3 separate regions of the Sus scrofa genome follow, and all the other regions are linked to region 3. The links are chromatin contacts, called in public Hi-C and promoter capture Hi-C maps. All regions are on one chromosome and are shown on one strand. The core of a region is the stretch at or near the end of the contact, and the rest is flanking DNA. Distances in the headings are between cores, read along the strand shown.

Region 1 (4,280 bases), core at 1,170-3,669, 260 kb before region 3:
ACAATATCTCAAGTAGGCACTTGGGACAAACTCAGTCACAAGGAACTTCCTTAAGAGAGATGGGGACAAATGACCTGAGTTAGACTAGATGACATCCAAGGTTCTTCCCATTCTCATGATTCTGCAATAACAAATGTGACACGGCATTCAAGGCCCATATAATCACAATTAAACTTCTCTTACAGACTCATCTCACGTTATTCCTCTAAGCCCACAATTCTGCCAAGGCCATTCAGTTGACCATGTTCCATGAATATCATGCCCCTTCCTGTGCCCAGACCTCTGATTCTTACTTTTCCATTCCTCTTTCCATTATTAAATTCTTGCCCATCTTTGGAGGCCCTCTTCCATTAAGCTCTTCCTGCTTCCCCAGCTGTGGTCCACCCCTCCAGCCTTCCATCTGCACTTCCCTAGGGATGTTAATATTAAACTATCTTGTGTTCCAGACATAGAGAACAGACAGGTTGCCAAGGCGGGGATTGGGGGAGGGATGGAGTGAGAGTTTGGAATTAACAGATGCAAACTATTATATGTAGAATGGAGGATAAACAGCAAGCCCCTACTGTATAGCACAGGGAACTATATTCACTAGTCTATGATAAACCATAATGGAAAAGAATAATTTTAAAAAGAACGTATATATAAACTACCTTGGGTTCTAGGTATGAAAGAACACATTTTTCCAGTTTGAGAACTCTTTTCTTTTTCATCTTTTGTCTTTTTAGGGCCACATCATATAGAATTTCCCAGGCTATGGGCAGAATCAGAGCTGTAGCTGTCGGCCTACACCACGGCTCATGGCAACACCCACTGAGATCCTCACTCAGATCCTCACCCACTGAGTGAGGCCAGGGATGGAACCCACATCCTCATGAATACTCAACAGATTCGTTTTGGCTGAGCCACGATGGGATCTCCTCTCTGGACCTTTTAGTTCAAACACATTCCTAACTTGAGTTGCTATGTCTCTTGGCTCAAATTATTTCAAAAAAGAAGCTGATTGTCTCTGCCCAGTGTCCTGTGTCCTTCCTTGGGTCAATCAGCCCATGAGGAACCAGGGAACACGACACCTGTATGACTTCCCAGGTCCCACCCTTTCAATAAGGGAGAAGTTTGGAGGAGTGTGGCTTTGCTTCTTAACAACTGGCCTTCGGTGAGATTGTCATCCCTAAATGAATCCAGTACAACAAAGTCTTGTACCTATAATGAAGGTAGCATTTGTCATTCTCTACTTGGGTCTCTGACAAACCTGGGTGCTCCCTGATGACAAGAACTACATCCTCTTTATTTTTATGGGGCTTGACACCCATAGCCTCTGATGATTGGTTGAAGGAAGACTGAGTTCTTTCTTCCCACTTACTCTTTGTGGGATATTAAGCAAGACTAAGTTTCCCTGAAGCTTCGTGTGTTCATCTCTAAAACAGGGGCAGAAATTATCTTCGCCCCTCCTACTCAAATCCCATGAGTCCAGGGGTGGCAAAAGCTTCGCTTGTCCTGAAGGACTGTAGGAGGGTGTGTGGGTTATTCCTGCTGCCCACCGCATGGGTCTCAGGGACACCTGCTGACCTGGCCAGAGATGGAACATCATTACAGCATTTTTGTTTCAGTGGTTGGACTGCAAACTGTGAACTGCCCTTAACCCGGAATACTGACACCCAGTGCACCTCCTTTGCCTCTATGGAGCCCTCCTCCCGCGAGGACAATAACCTCACAATAGCATCTGTAGTTTCACATGAGATGCCTACAAATTGTAAAAGCAAGGACGGAATGAGAGCCATTTTCTTAGGCTCCCTGTAGAGTTTGTCTTAGTCCCTACCCGGGGGGGACTGCTGTGCCATGCAATTTCTCTCTTTTCTCAAACGCTTCATTCCTTCATGCACTCATTTGCTCACTACCTCAGGGCCCTCCTTCATGTAAAGGAGCAGGAGATGCAGACTAAGGGGTGCTAAGCCCTCTGACAGGGCTCTGCTGAGGTTCTCAGGAGTGCAAACGAGGAGCACGTATAGGGGACTTCAGGGAGAAGCTTCCAGTGGAAGGGGACACCTGAGCCGACTCTTGAAAGACAGGACTAACCAGTTGCCCTTGAGGAGGCGGGAGAGGGCTCTCCTTGCCACAGGAACGGCTTGTGCAAAACCTGGAGGTGAGGGAGAATGCGGGGTGCTCAGGGCAGAACAAGTTGTTCAGAGCAGAGCAGCTGGAGTAAAGCTAAGACGTGGGTGGGCAGAGATAAAAGCCAGTGCAGGAGTCAGGAGCCAGACCAGGAAGGGTCTAAAGAGCCTTGACTTAGGACCTGCTGGGAGAGATGCCTGAAATTCCACTGCTAACACTTGCCGGAGGTCACGAAGTTAGCCTGCAGAGGAACACGTCTCAGGCCCCTGGGCCGTGCTCTTTGGCTTTTTTCACTCTTCCTTAAGCAGCGGCTGCCTCTGGCCCCACGCCAGCCTGAGCCCTGAGCCAGGCAGGGGAGGATGCCTCCAGCACAGACAGGTCCTGATGCTGCCGGCAATGCATCTGGCCTGGGACCAAAGAGCCGCCAGCAGGCCGGCCGCCCAAGTCACTCCCCAAGCTACCCATGCCTTCCCTTCCCTGGTCAATCTTCATTTTTTATCAAAATGTGTTGGTTCAGGGGCCAGTGCTCCCCTGGCCTCCTGTTGCCCCTCTCAAGCCCCCTCCCTGGCTCCCGCTGGCCTCGCAGCCCTGCACAGGCTTCCAGGCTTCCAGCAAGGAGCCTGCGAGCCATACAAAGGAAATGGCAAGAGGATGAGTCACCCCGAGGCTCCAGCCGCTGCCAGGGCTGCAGTCCACAACAGGACCTTTGTGCTACACTGCAGGAGGACCTAGGGGATGGCCATGGGGAGGCAGGCATTTCAGGACGCTGACTAATGCCCTGGGGAGGGGAGGGATCTCCTCCGGAAGGGGACCACTTTCTGGACGCCACACCCGGGCAGAACCGCGGCTGGGGGCATTCGGTCACTGCTTAGAGAGTGACCCTATGCGCCATCTTGTCTCACTGCTGGTCCCTTCCGAGAGTACACCCTGTTGTGTGTGGGTCTGTCTCCTTCACTGCGGTGTGAGGGGCTCAAAGCCTGGGGCACAGCCATTCGACTCTCTTCCTACCACAATACCTAACACGGCACTGAGACAGTGCTGGAGATGGATACGGGGATGGATGTGGGGATGGATGGATGGATGGACAGAGGGGTGATGGGTGGCTGAATGAGCAGATGGATGGAATAATTCATTTACATGCATGTGAGCAGCTAACCCAATATTCTCAATTCACAAATGGGGAAGGAAAAGTCCAGACCTGGGATTGACTGGAACCAAGTCTCACAATGAGTAGGTAGCAGCTCTAGAGTTGGTGCCCTGCTGCTGCGTCTGATTTGCTCTATTGTGTAACTGCTGTTGTGTGGCTCAGGGAACACCTAGAAGGCATGACTAATGTGTGGGCCGAAGTTGAAGTGGTGAGACGCCACAGCATGGATAAGACAACCGCCAAGGGCAAGGTCAGGTCCTGAGCAAGAGAAACCAGAGCAACAAAAGGCAGGGTTCCAGGCCTTAAAGTGACCATAATCCATTGGCCTAGGCTGCTCACTGGATTTACATAAGATGAGGAAAGAATCAGCATACAGCCTTGCGTATGCCAGGTACGGATATTTAATCTTTTGTACAACCCTGATGGTGGTATTGTTACAGATAAAGAAGGCGACTGGGAGACAGGGCCCATTAGGACAGTCAGTTGCCAGCTCCCTCAGGGCTTCAGAGTGACAGGCACTTGGTGGAGCCAGCATGGGACAGGATTGGGTTCTCAGCATGGCAGACCCAGAAATTCAGCGTTGTCCGTGTCCTTGGAGGGGGACACAGCTCAGGACTAGGTCACATCAACTCACAACTCAGAGTCAGATATGTTACAAAGAGACCGAGGTGCAGATGACCTGAGCTTTTCACCTGGAGAGAAGGTGGCCATGGTGAGGTAGGTGCGGGGTGGGGGGGGAGGTGCATGGAAGCAGAATGAGATGTTTAGAACCCAAGCCAGGGAGCTCTGATCACCTAGAACCCTTGTGTCCACAGCAGTGTGGCCTGCCCCAGGCTGCACGTGTGAATTCCCGAGGCTGGACACACCCAGGGCAGCGAGCATAGGGGCCTTTTCTTTCCCTAACTCCCATGCTGGTCAGACTCACCAAGCTCCTTTCAACATTCTTTCAGCTCAAACCAAAACAACAGACTAGTGGGAAGCTTCAGACCAGCTGGTACAGCCACACTCTGGAGACCACACCCTG
Region 2 (4,819 bases), core at 83-2,582, 510 kb before region 3:
TAATGCAGACAGAGATGAAAAGGGGTCCAGGATTTCTTGAGATCCGAAACCCTCCAAAGTTGAGAGGTTGGAAGGAGAATGAGGCTGGGGAGTAGCAGATCCTGGAGAAAAGGAGAGTGTGACTTTCAGAAAGCTAGGAGAGGGAAGCCCTTTAAGGAGAGCGTTGACGGTGGGAGTATACGCTGGGGGTTGTGGGATGGAAATCCTATAAAATTGGATTGTGATGATCATTGTACAACTATAAATGTAATAAATTCATTGAGTAATAAAAAAAAAAAAGAGAGAGCGTTGAGGGCCCAACATCCTGAGCTGAATGCAGGGCGGCCCAGTGACCCTTGGCAATATGGAATTGCTGCAAGACTTTGAGCAGCAATTTCTTCTTTTTTTTTTTTTTTTTTTTTGTCTTTTTGTCTGTTGTTGTTGTTGTTGTTGTTGTTGTCGTTGCTATTTCTTGGGCCGCTCCCGGGGCATATGGAGGTTCCCAGGCTAGGGGTCGAATTGGAGCTGTAGCCACTAGCCTACGCCAGAGCCACAGCAACGCGGGATCCGAGCCGTGTCTTCAACCTACACCACAGCTCATGGCAACGCCGGATCGTTAACCCACTGAGCAAGGGCAGGGACCGAACCCGCAACCTCATGGTTCCTAGTCGGATTCGTTAACCACTGCGCCACGACGGGAACTCCCTGAGCAGCAATTTCAATAAATTAGTTAAATTAAAAGCCAGATGAAAACTGACAGGGAGCGAATGAACGAAATCACTTTTTGACGCCTTTATAGCCTGCACAAGCTTGTTCCAAACCCTTAGTTTGCTTAATTCATCTGAGTTCCTCTTGGATCTAACCTTCAGAAACTCTAAAGCACTTAACTTGTTGACCATTCCTCCTTCAGCACCCCCCACCTCCCCCGAGATTGTGCTAAGACATCAAAGTGCTTCGTGAACAAAAACACCTAAAAAAAGGAGCAGGGCAAAAGGGCATTACTCTATTCTATTACTCTATCCCTGTGCTGTATTAATTTTGTATTCCGTAAGCTCCTCTGTGCTCCAACAGTCCAAATTTTCTCAAATTGGTAGCCAAGCATTGACACTTTATTCGGATCTCAAGTCCTTCACCCTGCCAGTCCCTGCCCAACACCTGAACTCTTCCCGTCCCAGAGTCTAACTGGAGACATTCAAATACACCACTCAGCCTCCTCCTCCTTCAAACAAAGAAGGCGGGTGGGGGAGAGCGAAGGGGAAATTACCTTGCTTCTCACACAGGCTTTGAGCGCATGCGTGAGTCCTCCCCCGGACCATTTGTGCTGCCCGCCTAGGAAGGTGGGGGTGGTGGTTTGCCTGACGGACCGAGTACGGGTGCCGAGCAGGCTCTCGCGGAAGTCCATTCGCATTGGGAGGGCCGCGGTGGCTGCTTTGTGCCCTTGTTGCTGAGGGCCTCTTCCTGGGTCATTCCTGGAGCAGAAGCCGGACTGGGGATAACAGCGGGGCTCCCGCCTGGCCGCCTCGGCGTCTGTGTGACCTCCTCGCCGGCAGAATGTGGCGACTACGCCGGGCTGCCGTGGCCTGGTAAGTGCGGGCTCCGACCTGGCCCCGTTATCTCTGAGGCCTCCGGAAAACCGGCTTGTCCCATCACTATCTCCAGAATATGCAGATAAGTCTCAGGCCAGGCAGAGGGCAGTTGGAGAATTCCGGAATGTTTTTGAGGACCTGAGTGACAGGAGCCGTGACTGGGCTTACCGGAGATGCTGGCCCCAGTACTGGTCCCTGTCCCTATGCCATTCGGAAGATTCTGGGTGCTTTTCATTCTTGGCCTGTTCCTATTATTATTTGTGCCTGTCCCTTTAACCTTTCTGCTCTCGCTATTATCTCTGCGTCTGGTAGCTGCTTGTTTCTGCCTCCTTGCTCCCCAGTCTCTGACTCTATCCATGTGTCACCCTTTCTGAGTCTTAATTCTCACTGTGTTTTTCTTCTACCTCCACGCCAGGCTTACATTGCTTTTGCAGGTACCCGACTTAGTCTCTCGGCGTGAAGGGGACTCTGCCTCTTTCCTTAGTCTGCTGAGTGAACGTGATTTGGAGTTATGTCTGGAGCAGTGGCGCATGCTGTGTCAGATGAAATTAGAGATATTCTCTTAATAGCAGCTTTTTTTTTTTTTTTTTTTTCTTTCAGTGTTTAGGAAGGGAGAATTGCTTTTGGATGAGAGGTGAGGAATGTGGCACCACCTTTCTAATCTTTATGTTGTTGTCGCCCAGGCCTGACTTAATCCTAAAGAGAAAGTCGTGGAAGTATTTACATCTCTATAGTGCATTTTAATGAGAGTAATTTTAACTTCAGCCTTTACACGTGGTTGTGTTCTAGTGGTCTTAGATATCCTTCAGGTTTAACTCATTGTTGCAGGCATTTGATGAGCAGTAACATGCATCAAGCAAAATTGGAAAAACTTGGTTTTCCTAAATTAACTCAATCTCCAAACACCTTTTTTTTTTTTTTCCCCCTTGGTCCTTTTGCCTTTTCTAGGGCCGCTCCCGCAGCATATGGAGGTTCCCAGGCTAGGGGTCTAATCGGAGCCATAGCTGCCAGCCTATGCCAGAGCCACAGCAAGGAGGGATCGGAGCTGCATCTGCAACCTACAGCACAGCTCACCGGAAGGCCACTGATTGAACCTGCAACCTCATGGTTCCTAGTCGGATTCCTTAACCACTGAGCCACAACAGGAACTCCCAAACACCTGTCTTGAATTTTTCTGCATAATATTTTAAGTGCAGAAATTTAGTGTTTCTAAGGGATGGAATCCATTTGTTTTATGAAGGTTAACTTGAGTCTAAATTTAGAACTGAATAGCATGCAGTAGTTATAGTTTTAGTCAATTAGAATAATTGAATAAGTTATTTCTAATCTCGTGGAATTTTAATTTGAGTAAACCTGCATCCCTTGGTACTGAACTAAGTTATTTACAACCTTTTTTATTTCTACTCCTCAGTATTTACTGGGGAAATATATTCAATTTTCCTTAAATTAGAAAAGACTTGGAGTTCCCGTTGTGTAGGCCGGCAGCTGTAGCTCCGATTCAACCTCTAACCTGGGAACCTCTATATGCCTCGGGTGCAGCCCTAAAAAGCAAAAAAAAAAAAATTAGTAAAGACTTTGCAGAAAGTAGCATACTTTGTTGGGGCAATTAAGATATGTAGGAAAAACTTAAAAATTGAGTTTAAAAACAAACTGATTAATAACTGATAATTGTTTAGTCCGTTGGATGCTGTCCACTAAATTGTTTCTAAAGTTACTATTGACTCCATGGTTATAGCTTAAAAGTCTTAGTGTGGATAGCACAGTTTAGCTCTCAGCAGAAGTAAAGATGTGAAAGGTCAGAAGCCCCAAGATCTGAAGTTTGTCTTTTGATGTAGTTCCTGTGTGTTGTGAAAGAGTAAATTTAAATTTCTATTCTTTAAAGATAAACATTCTTTGACATATATGTCTAAATACATGCTCATGAACATGTGAGAAGACCAATGACCAATGTTTATTTAGGTGCAATAAATATTTGCTTTTTAGGGCTGCACCCGAGGCATATGGAAGTTCCCAAGCTAGGGGTCAAATCTGAGCTGTAGCTGCTGGCTTACACCACAGCCACAGCAAGGCAGGATCTGAGCGAGGCCTGGGATTGAACCTGCATCCTCATGGATTCTAGTTGGGTTTGTTAACTGCTGAGCCATGAAGGGAACTCCCTGCATAAAAATTTTTTTTTGGTCTCTTTTCTCTTTTTTTGTTTTGTTTTGTTTTTTTGCTTTTCCCTGCATAAAATTTTTGAAAAAATAATTATGTACTAGGGAACAGTACATAGGTTAGAAGAAGATGATGGATGATAGAGAATAGGTGATTTCTGGGGTGGGGTGGGGTTGGGGGGCTTTTGTTTTGCATCACATTTAATTTTTAGTTTGGCCTAATATAGAAGTATACATTCAAATTCCTTTTCCACCATTCACTAGTCTTTTTACCTTAGGCAAGACACAGTTCAAAAGACCAAATTGATAAGGATGCTTACCTTACTAGGTTTTTCTGAGAGTTAATAGTAGCGTTTGTGTAAATATCTAGTATAATATCTGGCACTTTTTCCCTTTTTCCCTTACTGTCCTTCTTCACAGCATTATTTCTGTGTTCTTTGATTCCTTTTAAGATTCTATCCCTGGGGGAAAAAATGTAATTGTAATGTATACGTGTAAGGATAACCTGACCCCCTTGCTGTACAGTGGGAAAATAAAAAAAAAAAAAAAAAAAAGATTCTATCCCCAGGTAATTAAATGGATTAATATTTCAAAACTCTTTAGAATGGGGCCTGGCCCTTAGTAAGTACGATGACTGTGTTGAATAAGGAGTGTGGTTGTTGGTGGGAAACTCCGTCTCTGTCAGGAAGGACAAGAGGGAAGAGCTCAGGCACCGGCATCACCAACATATACTTTTTTTTTTTTGCATTTTGGGGCCGCACCCATGACATATGAAGGTTCCCAGGCTAAGGGTCAAATCAGAGGTATAGCTGCCAGCCTCCACCACAGCCCTGGCAACGCCATATCTGAGCTGCATCTGCGACCTACACCACAGCTCATGGCAATGCTGGATCCTTGACCCATTGATCGAGGCCAGGAATCAAACCTGCAAGCACATAGTTCCTTGTTGGATTTGTTTCCACTGAGCCACAACAGGAGCTCCAACATAGACATTTAGATTCTTTTCTTCTTGGGGTGGGTTTTTTTTTTTTTGTTTGTTTGTTTGTTTGTTTGTTTTTTAACTTTTTCTGGTTAGATCTCTGCCTGTTTTTTGATGGGGGT
Region 3 (4,627 bases), core at 1,674-4,173:
ACAGTATCTCTAGGCCGTAGGCTTCTTGAGGGCAATGACTACTGTATTCATCCCTGTACTCCCCACGCAGACCAGCAAGAGTGCGACCCACACAGGTGTGGTTCCCCATTTCTTTTAGGTTCTCCTGATCTCTTGGGCCATTATCCAAGCCCCAAGAGAAAGACATAATACAGGAATGACCAGTCATCAATCAGAAAATCAGAGTCTGCCTGCAGAGTGGAGGTAAACTCCTTGCAGGCTGCCACTGTATCTCCAGTGGCAATCCGAAGGTTTAACACAGGGCCTGGCACAGAGCATACACTCCATGGTGAAAGGAAGAGAAGGGCTTGGCCAAGGTCACCCAGAGTCAGGAACCGCTGAATCTCATCCGGGACGAAAGCTGGTGAAATCATTTATAACATTATCTCAGTGGGGAACTCAGAGGAAGGAAGGAATGAAGTGACTGAGAAACGTGTGCCAGGCCTCCGGCGGCCTCTAGGCCTCGGAGGGCGGGGGGTGGGGGTGGAACATCAAACAAGACGCTCGGCTCCTGGGCTGCCCCGGGCCGCCCGAGACGCGCGCCGAGCTCCGGGGAGGCGGGAAGGGCGGAGGGGGTAGGGGCCAGGAGGCCGGCGACCCGGGCAGGCGGGCAGGAGGGACGAAGGGAAGGGGGAGGCGGCGGCGGCCGGCCGGCCGGGGCTGTACGAGAGTCGCCCGCCCCGCGCGGCAAATCCCCCAGGGAGGCCGCCGCCAGAGCCCTGGCGCTCCCGGCCCGGCGCCCGCCACGTGGCACCCGGCGGCGGCGGCGGCGGCTCCTCCCGGCGCGCGGCCCGGCCAGCCGGCAGCACGCAGCCGCCCGCACCGCCCGCCTCCTCCCGGCCGCCCGCCGGCGGCCTCCCGGGCGCAGCGAGGGGGAGCTGCCCGGCCGCCCTGGACCCGGGGAAGGGGCGGGTGGAGCGAAGCCGCTTTAACCGCAGCCGCCCAGCGGAGGCAGGAGGCTGACCCGGCCGCTTCCTAAGTGCGGTCAGGCATCTCGTGACCGCGGCGGGCGCCGGGGGCCCCGCGGGGGAGGGAGGGCGGGTGCAAGGAGCAAACAAGAAGGCCCCTCCCCCTCCCCCGGGCTGTTGCTAGTGAGGCCCTGGGCAGAGTTAAAACCCCAAGCCCGAAATCAAGGGTGGAGGGGGGGTTGGAATAATCCCCCACTCTCCACCCCAGGGCGTGCGCTCCCCGCCCGGAAGGGCTGACCTTGGCCCGGGGGAGGTGTGGGGGGGGCGGGTGGTAAGCGCCGGGGCTCGGCTCCCCGCCCGCCGCCCCCTCGGATTCCTGGCCCGGCGGGGGCCGGAGGAGGGGGGGCCCCGGACACACACACACACACACACACACACACACACACACACACACCCCACACGCAGCGCGCGCCAATGAGCCCCGGCCAGGCGCTGGGGGCGGGGTTTTCCCAGGCTCGAGCACAGCAGCTGCTATTTACCTTCTTGGCTTCTCCCGGGGACCAGGAACCAGCCCCCGCGCTCCGCCGCCCGCCGCCGCCCCCCGCCTCCCTGCCCCCGGGGCGCGCGCACACACACTCACACACGCACGCACACACACATCCTCCCGGCCCGGCCGCAGCCGCGGCGGCAATAAAACATCCTGGCACGTGCTTCGGCTCCAGGCGCGCCCTCGCCGGCCGGCTGATGTCAAACTGCAGCTCGGCTGGTGTAGCTCTTAAAGGGCCCGCGCGCGACGGGTGTCGAGGTTGCCCTGGTCGCTCGCGGGGCGAGAAGGAGGGAGCGGCTGCCACTCGGCTCGCCACCTCTATGTGCAGCAAAACTGAGAGCCCACGGGTGGAAAGGGAAAGGGTGGCCAGGACGCGCGCGCGTCCCTGAGGCATTGCCATCAAAGCCCTCCTTGTTCATCTTTCATTTGAAATTCCATTTCCTTTCTGCTCAGTTGGAAATTATTCTGATTGTTTCCTGGGGAAGCGCTAGGTTCAAGGCCTCAACTCCGTAACAGAAATGAGAGACAGGCTGGGGTAGGGGTGGAGGGCGGGGATCAAAAACCACTTTGCTCTGAAAAACCTGCAAATGTAAGTAAGATGGAGGCACTTTTTCCTTTTCTGCATGCAGAAAGGAATTTTGTCCTTTTTCTGCATGGTCGACTTTCACCCCCCACCCCCGGAATGTGCGGAGTCTGAGCGGGAAATCACTTAGATGTTTCTGTAAGTCACACCCTTGCACATGTTCCCCCTTTTTCTTTTAACCATGCAATTATAATCTTTTATCCCTGTCCTTCTAAACCTTTTTAAAAATATATTTCAAGTGAACTTATTAGTGTCAAAGCAGCTCTATTACACGCGAATGGAAATAAGCAGCAAAGACCCCAGCCTCCAAAGAAATAAACTAGAGTAGATCAAACCCAATGCAGAAAAATCCTCTCTAAAGCAAAGCCCAGTAGGGAGAGTAACAAAGGGTTAAAATCCTTTTGATTGACGTTGTAGCCTCTGGTGCCCCGGGCTCAGGCGCGCGCCATTGGCCGCCAGGCCTTGTGCCTGGCGGCCAATGGGGGGGCGCGGTCCACGAGCGGTGCCGCGTGTCTCCTCCTCCCATTGGCTGAAAGTTACTGTGGGAAAGAAAGTTTGGGAAGTTTCACACGAGCCGTTCGCGTGCAGTCCCAGATATATATAGAGGCCGCCAGGGCCTGAGGATCACACTGGATCCGGGAGCTGGTGCTGATAACAGCGGAATCCCCCGTCTACCTCTCTCCTTGGTCCTGGAATTGCGCTACCGATCACCAAGTAGCCATAAGATATAATAAACCTTCAGCACTTGCTCAGTAGCTTTGCGAAAGTCTCAAGTAAAAGAGACATAAACAAAACAATTTTTTTTGGTGTGAAGAACTCCAAAAATAAAATTCTCTAGGGATTAAAAAAAAAAAAAAAAAAAAAAAAACAGAAAATGCCAGCTGATATAATGGAGAAAAATTCCTCGTCCCCGGTGGCTGCTACCCCAGCCAGTGTCAACACGACACCGGATAAACCAAAGACAGCATCTGAGCACAGAAAGGTAAGGGCAATACCTGTATCTCTCCACAGCCCCTAAGAGATTAAGTCGGGATGGGTGGGGGCTCCTTTCTCCCTTTAAACCCTGGGGTGAAATGTCAAGTCTCATGGGAACTCAGGGCTCTTTTTCCTCCCCCCTCCCCTTTTACAGTCATCAAAGCCCATCATGGAGAAAAGACGAAGAGCAAGAATAAATGAAAGTCTGAGCCAGCTGAAAACACTGATTTTGGATGCTCTTAAAAAAGATGTAAGTGGGTAATATTGCCTTTTTTAATTAAAAAAATTGAAATACTATTTCTTTGGTATTAAGAACCAAACCCCTTTGTCAGCGAGATCTCCCCCGCCTGCACTGCGTTCCCTTAGGCGGGAGGGCTGGGTCTACTCTACCCGGGGTCTGGGGGATGTTGGCGACGCGGCGGAGAGGAGGGACCCCCCACCCCCAGCACTCCGAGGCCGCTGGCAGTCTCTCACGTTCCTCCCTTGCCTCCTTTTCTGTGCAGAGCTCGAGGCATTCCAAGCTGGAGAAGGCGGACATTCTGGAAATGACAGTGAAGCACCTCCGGAACCTGCAGCGGGCGCAGATGACGGGTGAGGGCGGCTGGCCGCGTCCCCCTCTGCGGGCGTCCCTCTCGCCCCGCGGTGATTTCTTCCAGACTTCCGCCCGTGGTTGTGAGAGGCATTCAGCTACATTTTACTGCCTTGGCTCATTCTTGCGTTCCCACGGTCTGGGGCTTATTTATAGCCACAACTCCAAGTTGTTACTGTTCCGGAAAGGGAGGGAGAGAGGTTGTAGTGGCGAGGGCGGCGGGCGGCTTGGCCAGGGGGAAGCGGGTGGGGGCGAAAAGACTTAGAAGCGTGGCGGTCTTTAAGCTGCGCGGAGCCTGGGGTCATCTGGTTTAGCACTCCACTACAGAAGGAAAAATAAGGCTTGGTGGTGGAGAAGGGGGGAAGGGCATTATCCAAGGTCAAATCGCGCGGGGGTTAGGGGGAGGCAGATCTGAGGTTGAGATCGGTTTAAATGGAGCGACTGAGAGCAGAGAGGGAGCGTCTCGGCTTTGGTCGCCAAGCTAGGATGGAGAAGCGATTGTTTTTTCCTAAGCCCATCCTAGTAGCCAGAGGCAGTTCTACGGGCGGGTGGTCAGGGAGGCGCACTGCGGGGACCTCCCAGGGCGGAGGAGGTGGCCTCGGGGCCAGGGACGTTCGGTGACCCGTCTGTCTCCTGGCCCGCAGCCGCGCTAAGCACAGACCCGAGCGTGCTGGGGAAGTACCGCGCCGGCTTCAGTGAGTGCATGAACGAGGTGACCCGCTTCCTGTCCACGTGCGAGGGCGTTAACACCGAGGTGCGCACCCGGCTGCTCGGCCACCTGGCCAACTGCATGACCCAGATCAACGCCATGACCTACCCTGGGCAGCCGCACCCAGCCTTGCAGGCGCCGCCACCGCCCCCGCCAGGACCCGGAGGTCCGCAGCACGCGCCGTTCGCGCCGCCACCGCCACTGGTGCCCATCCCCGGGGGTGCGGCGCCCCCTCCCGGCGGCGCGCCCTGCAAGCTGGGCAGCCCGGCTGGAGAGGCGGCAAAGGTATTCGGCGGCT

The links. Promoter capture Hi-C pulls out the DNA fragments that hold promoters and counts their contacts. Hi-C and Micro-C count contacts between places; a contact is called where the count stands out from the background.
Region 1: a Hi-C map of embryonic fibroblasts shows a contact between it and region 3, with 2.6 times the contacts expected there. The contact joins the enhancer-like site here to the promoter of HES1 in region 3. A contact is called at or near these places in 3 of 47 Hi-C or Micro-C datasets (embryonic fibroblasts and epiblast stem cells) and 2 of 2 datasets of contacts at active chromatin or transcription factors (alveolar macrophages and skeletal muscle).
Region 2: a promoter capture Hi-C map of fetal liver shows a contact between it and region 3, with 3 times the contacts expected there. The contact joins the promoter of OPA1 here to the promoter of HES1 in region 3. A contact is called at or near these places in 1 of 5 promoter capture datasets (fetal liver) and 1 of 47 Hi-C or Micro-C datasets (heart right ventricle).

The regions. Positions count from the first base shown.
Region 1 is chr13:130,870,617-130,874,896 of Sscrofa11.1, forward strand. No RefSeq gene overlaps it. Among named protein-coding and RNA genes, the nearest start is that of OPA1, 250 kb to the left of the region's middle. Within about 2 kb of position 2,420, at least 46 of the 83 cell types and tissues checked have an H3K27ac peak or open chromatin away from gene starts, as enhancers often do. A contact at or near this core is called in embryonic fibroblasts and skeletal muscle, where this site is marked.
Region 2 is chr13:130,623,439-130,628,257 of Sscrofa11.1, forward strand. It overlaps OPA1 (dynamin-like 120 kDa protein, mitochondrial), which reads left to right and starts at 1,333. Exons shown (of 30, transcript XM_021070064.1): 1 at 1,333-1,562. The coding sequence starts at 1,531.
Region 3 is chr13:131,133,047-131,137,673 of Sscrofa11.1, forward strand. HES1 (hes family bHLH transcription factor 1) reads left to right here and starts at 2,924. Exons shown (of 4, transcript NM_001195231.1): 1 at 2,924-3,038; 2 at 3,186-3,281; 3 at 3,535-3,622; 4 at 4,265-4,627. The coding sequence starts at 2,931. LOC102164131 (a long non-coding RNA gene) reads right to left here and starts at 2,533. Exons shown (of 8, transcript XR_002337825.1): 1 at 1,466-2,533.